Linked DNA regions of Anas platyrhynchos: region 1 is linked to region 2. Evidence: chromatin contacts called from public Hi-C data. All regions are on one chromosome and are shown on one strand. Each heading gives the region's core, a stretch centred on a gene start, on an enhancer-like site or on the middle of the called end of the contact. The rest is flanking DNA. Distances are from core to core; before and after follow the strand shown. Region 1 holds the start of PRMT9 (protein arginine methyltransferase 9). Region 2 overlaps ARHGAP10 (Rho GTPase activating protein 10).

Region 1 (5,226 bases), core at 1,587-4,086, 56 kb after region 2:
ATTTGAAACATGCAGCTGTGTTGAGTTGTTGAAAACACCAATGAAAACAGTGGCAGCAACTACATCCTTCCAAGGTGTTGTAGTTTTGTCTCCTAAGCACTTTTACCTCAAGAGGAAAGCCCTATTCTGGGCTACAGTTTATACAGTTTAATTCCAACTCCCACCTTGCATTATATTAGTAGCCTTACACATATGCAAGGTACTACTAAGCTGCCTACTCCTCTCATACATCAGATTTGCAAATAGAAATGGACTAATGTCTGACCACCCATGATGCAGACCAACATTCTTTAATCTACTGTCAACTAGTCTGAATGTTATTACAGCAATTGCATACATGGCTGGTAAGATGGGCATTCTTTTCAGGCATTCCTTTGTAACACAAACTCTACCCAACAAATTATCTTAGTATGCAGCTGTATGCAAACATTATATTCTGTGGCCTTTTTTTATTTTTCTCTGAGGTATTCCATCAAGATGTACAAAGTGAGTATGGAATTAAAAAAAAAAACCCTCTCCAGCCCTTGAACTGAATTGACTCATACAAACTGCAAGGATTTGACATTGACAGTTTTTAGTAATCTTCTCCCACAAATGTAACAGTGTGAAATACCAATTTAAATTGTGTCAAATTAGCACACAGTAGTACTTGATTTATGCTTAAAAATAAGCACTATAAAATATTTATGCTATGTATCTGGTACTTTCTTTGGTCTAAAAACACAGCTGAACAGGTTTAGAAAATGATGGAGCTACCAAGCCCCTGGCCCATCACAGTATTCAGGACAGTCCAACTCCTGTTACACCTCACTGTCCACAGGTGATAATCACCTGTACTATGCCCTCATGTTCCCACTATGTCCCACAGATGTTAATGATTGTCTTTCTCCCCATGCTGTTCTCCTGTAGCTGGAAAGCATAATTAAGCTAAATTTAGAGAAGCTTGTTCCCCATCAGTAACTAATTTAAAGTTCATTGCTTTACTTTCAAAATTGAAGGGCTAGGTCTGTTTATACTAGTTGATTTAATAAGACATTATATCCTGACTTATAGCTCAGTTTAGATAAGAAATATTTGATACACTCTGATGATATTTGTATGTCCTCTTAGAATTCATTCAGCCCAAGTGCTTTGCCAGTTCTTTTGTGCTTTCTGGCAATGTCTTTCCTACATGGAAACTGCTTGTGGCATCATTCAACTACTTGTCCTCTGCTGTCCCTTGGGTCACTTCACTCAAAATGTTTGTAGGCTTACCTCCTACTTACAATAGTCTAGGATAGTAATCATTTTCCATGGATTTAACCATTTAACCATGGATTTACCATGGTTTTAACTGCCACTGTTTCTTTTAGACTAACTTTCCTCTCCATATGTACATGTACTACTTTCACCTTGCTCAAAATGCTGGTCAGGCATTTTTTAAATGGTACCAATTTGTTTCTCAAAAGTGAAGGCATCTACAATATCCAAAACTGTAAAACACTAGGAGAGCTGCATTTTCCCTTTAGAGAAGGGAAGCAATGATAAACAGCTTCATGTTCCAATGTTTCATGATTAATAAAGAATGCCATAGCCTGTTCTTGTCCCAGAAAGTGGTAAGACCAAATGAACACTGCCTTTTTGGGGAAAAAAAAAAATAAATATCACTCCAGGGCCTTGCATGTGGTTGATCCGAGGAGGAGGCAGCCTGCCACATTACACAGTGGAAGTCAAGTGATGCCATAGGCATTGAAGACAGCAAGATAAGGCACTGAGGAGTGGGAGCAAAGGTCTGAATTTTGCTCCTCTGTTAATATAGAGCAGAGTCAAAGGCCTAAGACAACTTGGACTTGTTTATGACTTAAAAATAGGTGGCATGAATTTTTCTCCTCTAATGTCATTCTCCAGGCTTATCAATAACATAATTCAAATTAAATATTACAAACACCGTAACTGCAGTTCAATTATGGGTGGTGCCTGCACAGCACACGGTTCTTATGCTGCATGCTATAAACATTTAAGGTAGTAGGCTCTTACATGTAGAGCAGGTCTGAGTAATGTTGAATAGCAAGGGACTGGATTTAACAGTGCTGTAGGCCACTTCTAGACCTGTGTTCCTATGACCTGAATTTCCAGTTTTAAACATTGGATGTGGATGGCAAAATAACCTGGACAATATATATGTGCATATATATGCACATGCACGTTTATATGTGGCAGAGGGAGAGGGACAAGCAGAGTTATTTGTAGGTTCATGTTTGGCACGCCCCGCCAATAAGTAGTCAAAATCCACATGAAAAAGCAGTGAGGAAATTTTAAGGAACAGTTTCTGATCAAAATATTTTGAAGTTTCACCTTGAAAGGAATAAGCTAAATTTGCCTAAAAAAAAGAAAAAAAAAAAATCCATGGATTTTATGTTTTAGCTTTCTCAAGCCTTTTGCTTATTAATAGAGTTATGATTTTTTTGCCTAGCCTCTTTGTCAGCTTACAAAGCATTAGTTTTTCTAAAATGCTAGTTTCTAGCACTCTGATTTTTTCTTGGGCTCTTAAAGATGTTCTGCCTATCAGCTGTTCCTTGAGGTAAATAAAAGATAAAGTGAATGCCTCATGCCTAAACTTTAAATAGCAAGGAGAAGCCTGAAAAAAAAGGAGGAGGAGTTTTTTTTTTCCTCATAAATTAAACAGAAATAAAGACGAAGCGAAGGGATTTCTCAATCTCGTGAAGCAGAAGAGTTGCTCAATCCTGCGGCGTGTAACTGGGTTTTGCGGTCGGGGCGCAGCCCACCTCACGCCTCCCTCCTTCCTCCAGCGGGCCTGAGGCGAGCGGGGCGTGGACCCGCCCGCCGCCATCTTAGGGGGCGGCCACCAGGGCGGGGCGCCGGCACGTCCCGGCACCGCCTGCCGCTGGGCCCTAAGATGGCGGCGGTCCGCGGCGTGCCTGGGGGCTGTGGGGGAGCGGCGGCTGACGCCCAGCAGGTGATGGCCCCGGGAGCGCCCGGCTCGGCTGTAGGGTACGGGCTTCTCCCTTCCCCGCTGCTCCTTGCCTGCTTGGGTGGTGGCCCTGAGGCTTGCTCCGCCAGCCCGGTGCTGGTGAGGCCTGCCCGCCCTGTCCTTGCTGCCCTCTGGGCCCCCGAAGCCGTGTGGCAGGCGGGTTTGTGTGTTGCTGTGTAAGTTGGTGGTGGTCGCTTCTTACGTGGCCGGGGCTTTTTTATTTTATTTTATTAATAAATAAGCTGTTAGGGTGGTGCTGTGTTCCTTGCGGCTCCTCTTTATGTAACGTTCGCTCTCTTCAGCTTTAGGATATATCTGAAAATCCTGAAGGCACTGTTAGGCCCTTGCACGTAGGTAAGCATTGCAAATTTGGTAACTGTTAACGCTTAAAACGTGTGTACTGATCCTGTTAACTGACGCTTTCTTGAGGGGAAGAAACAATCATGGTATCTCACGTAAAGTAAACTGGGAGCTTGTAAGCTCTCTATCTGGAAGCCCTTAGTTTATGGAGATGTTGTTACTGAAGTGGAAGAACCTTAACCTGCAAATGTTATGCTCGATTATGAGAACTCTGAATGTGTGAGTTTCTGGTGTGCAAAGCTACTTAAAGATATGCTAAAATACACATTACAAAAATTAGTTCTTGAAAAGCAAAGAAATGCAAGCTGTTTGTAGGATCTAGTACAATACAAGTATGTTTCATACCTAAATTTTGAATGGTGTACGTTTATTTTAAAGTTTATGGAAACATAAAGAAGTGTAAAGATAAGATATATAAGATATATAGGTGTAAAGATAAGAATGTTTTTGAATGCTTAGGATTTGGGGAAGAGTTTTAAATACCTGTAAATTCTTAAAATGTTGCTTTGTCTACCAGTTTTGTACGTAACCTTTTTGGCCTCCAGAACATGTAATTTGTTGATTTTAGGAAGGGCTAGTACTTCCATCCTTCAGAATGCCCAACTCCAATGCTAAACTTCGTCGGAGCCCCAGAGGTGGTCAGGAAGCCGGCAGGCGGGAGTTGGTTTCCCGATCTCTGCAGAGTGCTGAGCATTGCCTGGAGGACCAGGATTATGGAACTGCATATGCTCACTATCTCCTGGTACTGAATCTAGCTCCTGAGTTAAAGACCAGTGTCAAAGTAAGTGCTGTTTGGTTTTCTCTTGAGACTATGTAACATGTTCTGTGCCTGTGACTTTTTGTTTGTAACTGATCTTGCTACTCAGTCTTCTAAAAGAAGAAAAACAGTAACAGACAGCAACTTATTTAATGAGTTGTATCTTTCTGTGGGAAGAAAATCAGGCTTCTAGTGCAGTATGTGTTAATAAAGTTCAATAAAGATAATCCCTTGTTGTTATTATTGGCTTGTAGTACAGCACAGCATGCAGTAGTATACATCCTGGCTCTTAGTATAAGTTGTTGGGTGATGATATTCAGTGTGGATATTTGAGAGCTTACTTTAGCTCCTTCAAGTGGTAAGTGTTGTCCCAAGTAACTTGGGAAAATACTGAGCAATTGCATGCTGCTGCTTTAGTGAAAGAAGTGTGTTCAGGTGCATGTCAGAATGTTTCTGGTAACTATTGCCAACTCAATGGTCTGTGTTTTATTTTCTAGGAAACATTTCAGTTTACCCTCTTTAAATGGGCAGAAGAACTAGATTCTCTAGCACGGATTCAAGATCTATTTAACTGCTATGAACAGGCTCTCGAACTGTATCCGAATGATGAAGTGATATGTAATAGTATGGGAGAACATCTTTTCAGGTTTGTAGTGATCTATATTCAGCTGTTATAAAGCTTACTTCAGTGTTATGCGTTAATGATATTAAACTAATCAGAACACATAAAATATGCTTAAAAGAAATAAATACAAGCGCATGTTTGTTTTCACATAGTTCATGCTGTTGAATTTTGTGTTTGTTAGCTTAGAAAGTTAAGTACCCAATACTAAAATATGTTAATAGTCACAGCCAGTTATATGTATAAAAGAGCACTTGTGCTGAAGTAAAAGCTTAATGTAATAGTACTACTGCCTTCAAGTGTATTTTTAACTATTTATTAAGTTGCTAAACAGAAATAAGACCATAATTGTTCAGAGTTACTGTGTTTACTATAATTGTGGTTAACTTAAAATTTTTGAAGTTCATCTTCCATTGTATTCTGTTAATATGCAAAGGCAGTAATTGTCAGGGATCTGATCAGACTTTGGTTCTTCTTGAGGTCACATATGACAGATCTTTCAGGTGAGGAAGCTGG
Region 2 (5,676 bases), core at 3,069-5,568:
TTCCAACTAATTCTTTAAAAAAAATTGAAATAAAATCCCATTACATTATCACAGTGAAGTTTAACACGCAAGTGAACACTTAAAATTGATTATAAAAAAACTTCTTGATTTATTGTGTTTTTCATTATTTTCAGGGATCATCCACATCTTTTGAATAGAGGACTTCACAAGAAACATCAGTTCCATTAAAAAAAAAAAAAAAGAACTTTCTATAACTGACTGAGGAGAAGAAAGAAAAGATCATTTGAGTAGGTTGCAACAGGTTCACAGCCCAAAAACCAAAGTGAATATAGCTTCATATTCTGTAAGATTTCTTTATTTTAAAACCAAAGAACTCTGTGCTGAATTCCCACATCTGCTAGACTGCTGCTGCACCCATGACAAAAAAAAAATAGAAGATAAATCTCCATGGACCATAAAATCATGCTAGCAGAAGAGCATCTCACAAGCACACACAAATAGCATTTGCATGTACTAATCATCCATTTGTCTGGCCATTAAAAGCAACATATTGGAAGAGAGACAGACATGAAAAGTTTCTAGGAAATTTGAGTTCTTGGATCTAAGACAATGACATTGTCAAACAACCCTTTCATTTCTGCATTTCTAGTTTCTCAGTTCCATGTGTTAAGACAGAAGTCAGTACTGATTGAATTAACCAACCAGTTTTTAAAGCTATTTTCAGTATAATGAGTTGCAGCAGAAAATAAAGCTTTAGAAACAGGAAAAAAATCCTTATTAAAGCACTCACAGATTTGCTCATCAGAAACAGACCAGTTCAATGACATTAAGAATTCTGCATATATTCATGTATATTCATTATATATGCACCTATTCAGCATACTGGTTAGACTCTACACATATACTTGTTCATTTTTTAATCCTAATCTTTCATTTTTAATAATTCATGCAGGTTTTTGTTCTCTGCAGGATTTGATTTTCAAGATGGCATTCCTATAGAGGATCTAAGCTGTTTAAGACTGCTTTTCAGTAAAGGATTTTACAAAAAACGCTTTTTCCTCCATCACGTATCTAATACCTTTTAAAAAAAAGCCACAATATTTCTTATCAATTGAGAAATGATATAATATGCATGTGGGATTCATTAGATATAACATGTTAGCATACACAGTTTAGAAAAAAGAGGAATGGGGAAAAAAAAGGTGTGTGTTTATACTAGCAAAATTTCCATTGATCAGATAAACATTTGAATGCTACCAGAAAAGAAGAGATATTTACTTCTAAATAGGTAAAAAACAGAAACAATCAGAAACTACACATGCAGCTAGAGATGAGAGCAGTAAAATTTTTCACTGAGGAATAATTCAGTAAGTTTTTCAGCTTCAAGCACTACAGAGATTAACTTCCTCCCTGCTCTTTTCTTTGTCTTCTTTAACCTAATTCAGACCTTTTCATCAACAAGGGATGCAAAACACATGAAAACACGAGTCAACAGATTTAACTTTTGTCACAGTAGATATATATGTATTTATTTTTCCTAAGGCTCATCCCATACAATGTTCTAGATACATTTTGGTATTAGAGGGCGTAACACGGTTTTCAGAGCCATGCAAAATTATATTTCCAATGACAGTACTTTGATTATACTGAATAAATATTCAGTTAAAATATTCCAGGAGTTAAATATTTTTAGAGTATTTTTCTCTGTGTTCTACAATTAAGCAAGACCATTCTATTTAAATTCACCAAGAGTTCTGTCCACAAAATGGCCAAATACCAATAAGAGCTTCAACTTCATGGAAAGAGTTGCAGGGAGTGACAAGGGAAGACGCATGCATCCAAACAAAATGTGACATTCAGAATATGTGAATGTAAATTTTCATGATAAAAACATCAGGAACAGAACTGACTAGGAAATGAGTAAAGATCATGAAGTAATTTAAAACATAGCAATTCTTACCCAAAAAAATGGTAATATCCTCTTACACCATAAATACTCTGTTGAAATAATCCATTAAATATACCAATATACCATATAAATGACAATATATAGTATTTAGAACAAATTATTTTTCCTTCAACAACTCTAAATTACGGTTTTTACTGGATGTTGGTTTGAACTTCTGACATCCATAAAAGACCAAAGACCACTGCATTATTAAATTGCAATAATTTATTATCAGAGTGTTTTCCATGCATGAACACTGAAATCAGATTCAGAATATGTTAATCATTCCTGCTGAAGTCAAAATGTATAGCTCACCTGAAACTGAAAGGTTATCTGAGACGTTAGATATCACTGCTGGTGAAGTCATGACATTATAAAATAAAACATCTGCAGAGTGGTAGTTTAAAAATGTACAAATTGAGTTTTGGAACAGAAAATGGCAGTAAATAGCTGTAACGTTTCCCCATTTTCAAATAAGTATTTAAATCTCTAATTGTAAGAAGGAAGGTAGACAGATACAGCAAGGTGAAAATTGTCCTTATTATACTTATCCAATTGCTAGTCTGTACTTAACCCATGAGGCTTAGCTTTATAAATACCAACAATGTAGTGGCAACCTTAGAAAGGTTACTGACAACTTTCACCAAAATAAAAGTACCTTGAATGAGATCCTGTCTTTAGCCACTCCATCGCTATTTTTCCCTCACTCACATAGAGCAATGAGTGATTTATTTAAAACAATGAGTGATTTTATTCAAGTAAAATAAAAGCAATGTTCACTTTGCAGGTTGCATAAATAAGGCTAAAAGCATACAAATGAACTTCTTTGGGTAGTTAATGCGTTTCATCTTTTGATTGTGCAACTGCAAATAAGAATAAAGTGAATCAGAGTTATCCATTAGGCTGTTAGCTATATTTCTCTTATTCCAGACAGAAGAGATAAGGGAGGGGGAGGAAAGAAGGACACATTCTTCTCTTCTTAAGCACACTTTCCATTTGTTTCTGAAGCAAGTTCTCAAAGTAGAAAAGAAGTGTGAACACATGAAATATAAACAACAGTTTCCCTGTGCCAAATACATGTCATTACTGCTCTGCGATCCAAGTAGAGAAATTAAACAAACTTATCATAAAGGCAAACGAGTGACAAACCTTTACAGCTCCTAGCTGCTCTTTCCTAAATCTTTCCAAAGGTTTGATCAGAGTTTCAGTAACACTGAGTGCCTAAAAAAAAAAAAAAAAAAAAAAAAAGAGAGAGCAAAGGTTAAGCTTCTGTTGCCAGACAGACAAGTCACTAAGTCACTTTAGCACCATCAATCAAAAGGGGGAAAAAAAAGACAAACAAGCTCTGGGGCTTATAAGGAAAACATGGTGGGATACTAAGTCCTAACTCAAAAAAAATCCTGTCTCTGAGTTCATTTAAGGTTTCAAAATTTCTATCTTGTCTTTCAATTCACTGTAAGGAAAATTAAAACAAATCTAAAACAATTGAACAAATGCAGAAATTGCATTTGTTTGGCTGCAGCCAAACAGTAACTGCTTTACTTATGCCAGTCTTGCAGATCAGGTCAACAGCCTCCACAACTGAACACCAGAATGTGCCACACAGAAAAAAATAATAGTTTTCATTTGAGGACATACACATTTCTGCAGCAACGCAAAAACACAGGAAACAGCTGTAGAATGGGCAACTGAGGTGTAATTAATAAGCTTTTAACACACAGCTAAAACCATTAGGAATTGAAATATATATTTCCAAATATTTAAATTTAATTAAATTAAGAAAGCTTCAAGTTAACATAAGTTACAAAATCAAGAGGTGTAGAGACAAGAAATGAGAAATTTAGTTGACTAGGTAAAGTTTAATCTGTCTCTTCCACAGCATCCATCACTGAGCTTTTTAATATGGCTATGAGGCCATTTATCATAAGAAACAAAAAAGAAAACAACATGCCACTTAAAGACTGAAAGCTAGCTTATAAATAAGTTTAAGTTTGGTCTTGCTGTGAACGCGAATTAGAATTTTAAAAGCATTTGAAATTTAGCAAAAGCTGGAATTTCTTAAATACAACAGGAGCACTGAGAAAGTGTAAAGAGCACAGCAGATGTGGAGGAGCAGAGGGGTTCCTTGTGGTCCCAGGCCCAAGGCAGAGCCCCAGGGCACTTCAGTCACCCCAGCCCAGGGCTGAGCTGCCAGGAGTGCAGGCAGAGCTCCCTGGAAGCCCACCTCAGATAGAGCAGAAGTCTTCCCCCCGCCCCCCTCCAAATTTAAGAGGTTTCAGATAAAACACTGCAGGCCTAATCTGGCCTTCTGAAAAGCTCTTATCGTAAAACACACGAGGGATATATTAGAGATCTGGCACAGCACAAATCCAAATAGCACTGTCTGCTCCCACCCAGCCCTGGAGCCATGCGGGGATTACTGTGGGAGTCATCTTGCCAATTCACCGTAACCAGAGCAACCCTGAATTTTCAACAGCATGCTAACCTATTTATCTAGCTGGAAACTCAAATATTGGGCAAGTCTGGGCCAAACTAAGCATTGCACAGTCATCCTCAGATATTCCCTAAATTCAGAGCACTTGATCTTGTGGCCCAAACCCTTTCTTTCTGCGTTCACTTCCTAATTTTGTCAGAAACACTAAAAGTACCCTTTAGCACAAACCTGACGGAAGAAGAAAAAGGAGGACTTGACAGCCAGAGAAGTCAAACGTCCCAAAGAGGAACTGAAAAATGCGGTTACAGGAAGGATCCATCCCACCCGGCACGCTGCATCCTATTTACTCAAGCAGTTATTGGGGTCTCTAGGGCATTTTAGGACATTCACTTTTGTGAGGCTCCCAAAACTTCCCTAGAAACTCTGAAGGAGCTGAAAGGAAACAGCAAGTTGTATGTATAACTGGAGCAACCCCAAGCAACATCACCTGAGGCCTTCGGAGTCTCTCTTGGCTTGGCTACAAGGATTCACACAAATCCAAGCAGAGAACCTCTCCAGAGGCTGACAGAATAATGACAGAATAATCCTTCAGTTTGGGAACATTTCAAGAAGTTTGAGTTGTTTCTGCCAGTTTCCTCTCCACTGACGGCGTGAGGGAGGAAGGCTGTGAGGCCTCCTCAGAGAGGAGCCCGGGGAGGATGAGGAGAGCCGCAGGCTGGTACCAGCCAAGCAGAATGCTTTCACAAAGGGAGGTGCTTAAAGGCAGCACTGAAATGGTCAAAAACTTAAAAATTAGCATCTAACAACAAGTTGCTTCTTAGTTTTTTGAACTTTTACACAACGAAAAGGGAAACATAAGGTCAACAGGCAATGGATGCATGCTGAACATGAAGTCCGAGTCAAAATAAATCCCAGCAACCTGGCTCAGCAGAAAGAAAAAAAACATGGGCAGAAAAGGCTGAGGTTCACAAACCAGAAGGGCTGGCTACAAATCACTTGGTCTGCTACACTTCTGTGCGGCATTAACCATGGGAACCACTGAAGGTATTTGTTTGAAGCAGAAAATAATCTTTCAATCAAAATGGGATGTTCCCTCCAAGACAGCCAACAAATAAAGATTCCAGTGTTGCCAGTGGTAAAATAAGCCAGTAATTCTTTCATTAAAAGAAAAACAAGCCTCTTTTCCTTCCAAAAAAAAGTTTCTCATTTTGCTCAACAAACTTTTGTAACAGATGCCTCTGCAGCAGAAATTTGCCTGCCCTGCAGGTATTTATGATTTGTCACCCCCTTTTGCTTTCTCTGAGCGGGTTAAACAGCAGTGCTTATGAGTATT

The links. A called contact is a pair of places that touch in the nucleus more often than the background predicts.
Region 1: a contact with region 2 is called in a Hi-C map of subcutaneous adipose tissue, with 2.1 times the contacts expected there. The contact joins the promoter of PRMT9 here to the enhancer-like site in region 2. A contact is called at or near these places in 6 of 8 Hi-C or Micro-C datasets (F1 follicle, F5 follicle, liver and 2 more).

What each region holds. Positions count from the first base shown.
Region 1 is chr4:37,344,953-37,350,178 of IASCAAS_PekinDuck_T2T, forward strand. It overlaps PRMT9 (protein arginine methyltransferase 9), which reads left to right and starts at 2,837. Exons shown (of 14, transcript XM_027456686.3): 1 at 2,837-2,991; 2 at 3,274-3,325; 3 at 3,900-4,112; 4 at 4,586-4,734. The coding sequence starts at 3,927.
Region 2 is chr4:37,287,168-37,292,843 of IASCAAS_PekinDuck_T2T, forward strand. ARHGAP10 (Rho GTPase activating protein 10) reads right to left here. Exons shown (of 24, transcript XM_027456676.3): 5 at 3,059-3,130. Among named protein-coding and RNA genes, the nearest start is that of ARHGAP10, 55 kb to the right of the region's middle. Within about 2 kb of position 4,319, at least 2 of the 8 cell types and tissues checked have an H3K27ac peak or open chromatin away from gene starts, as enhancers often do. A contact at or near this core is called in subcutaneous adipose tissue, where this site is marked.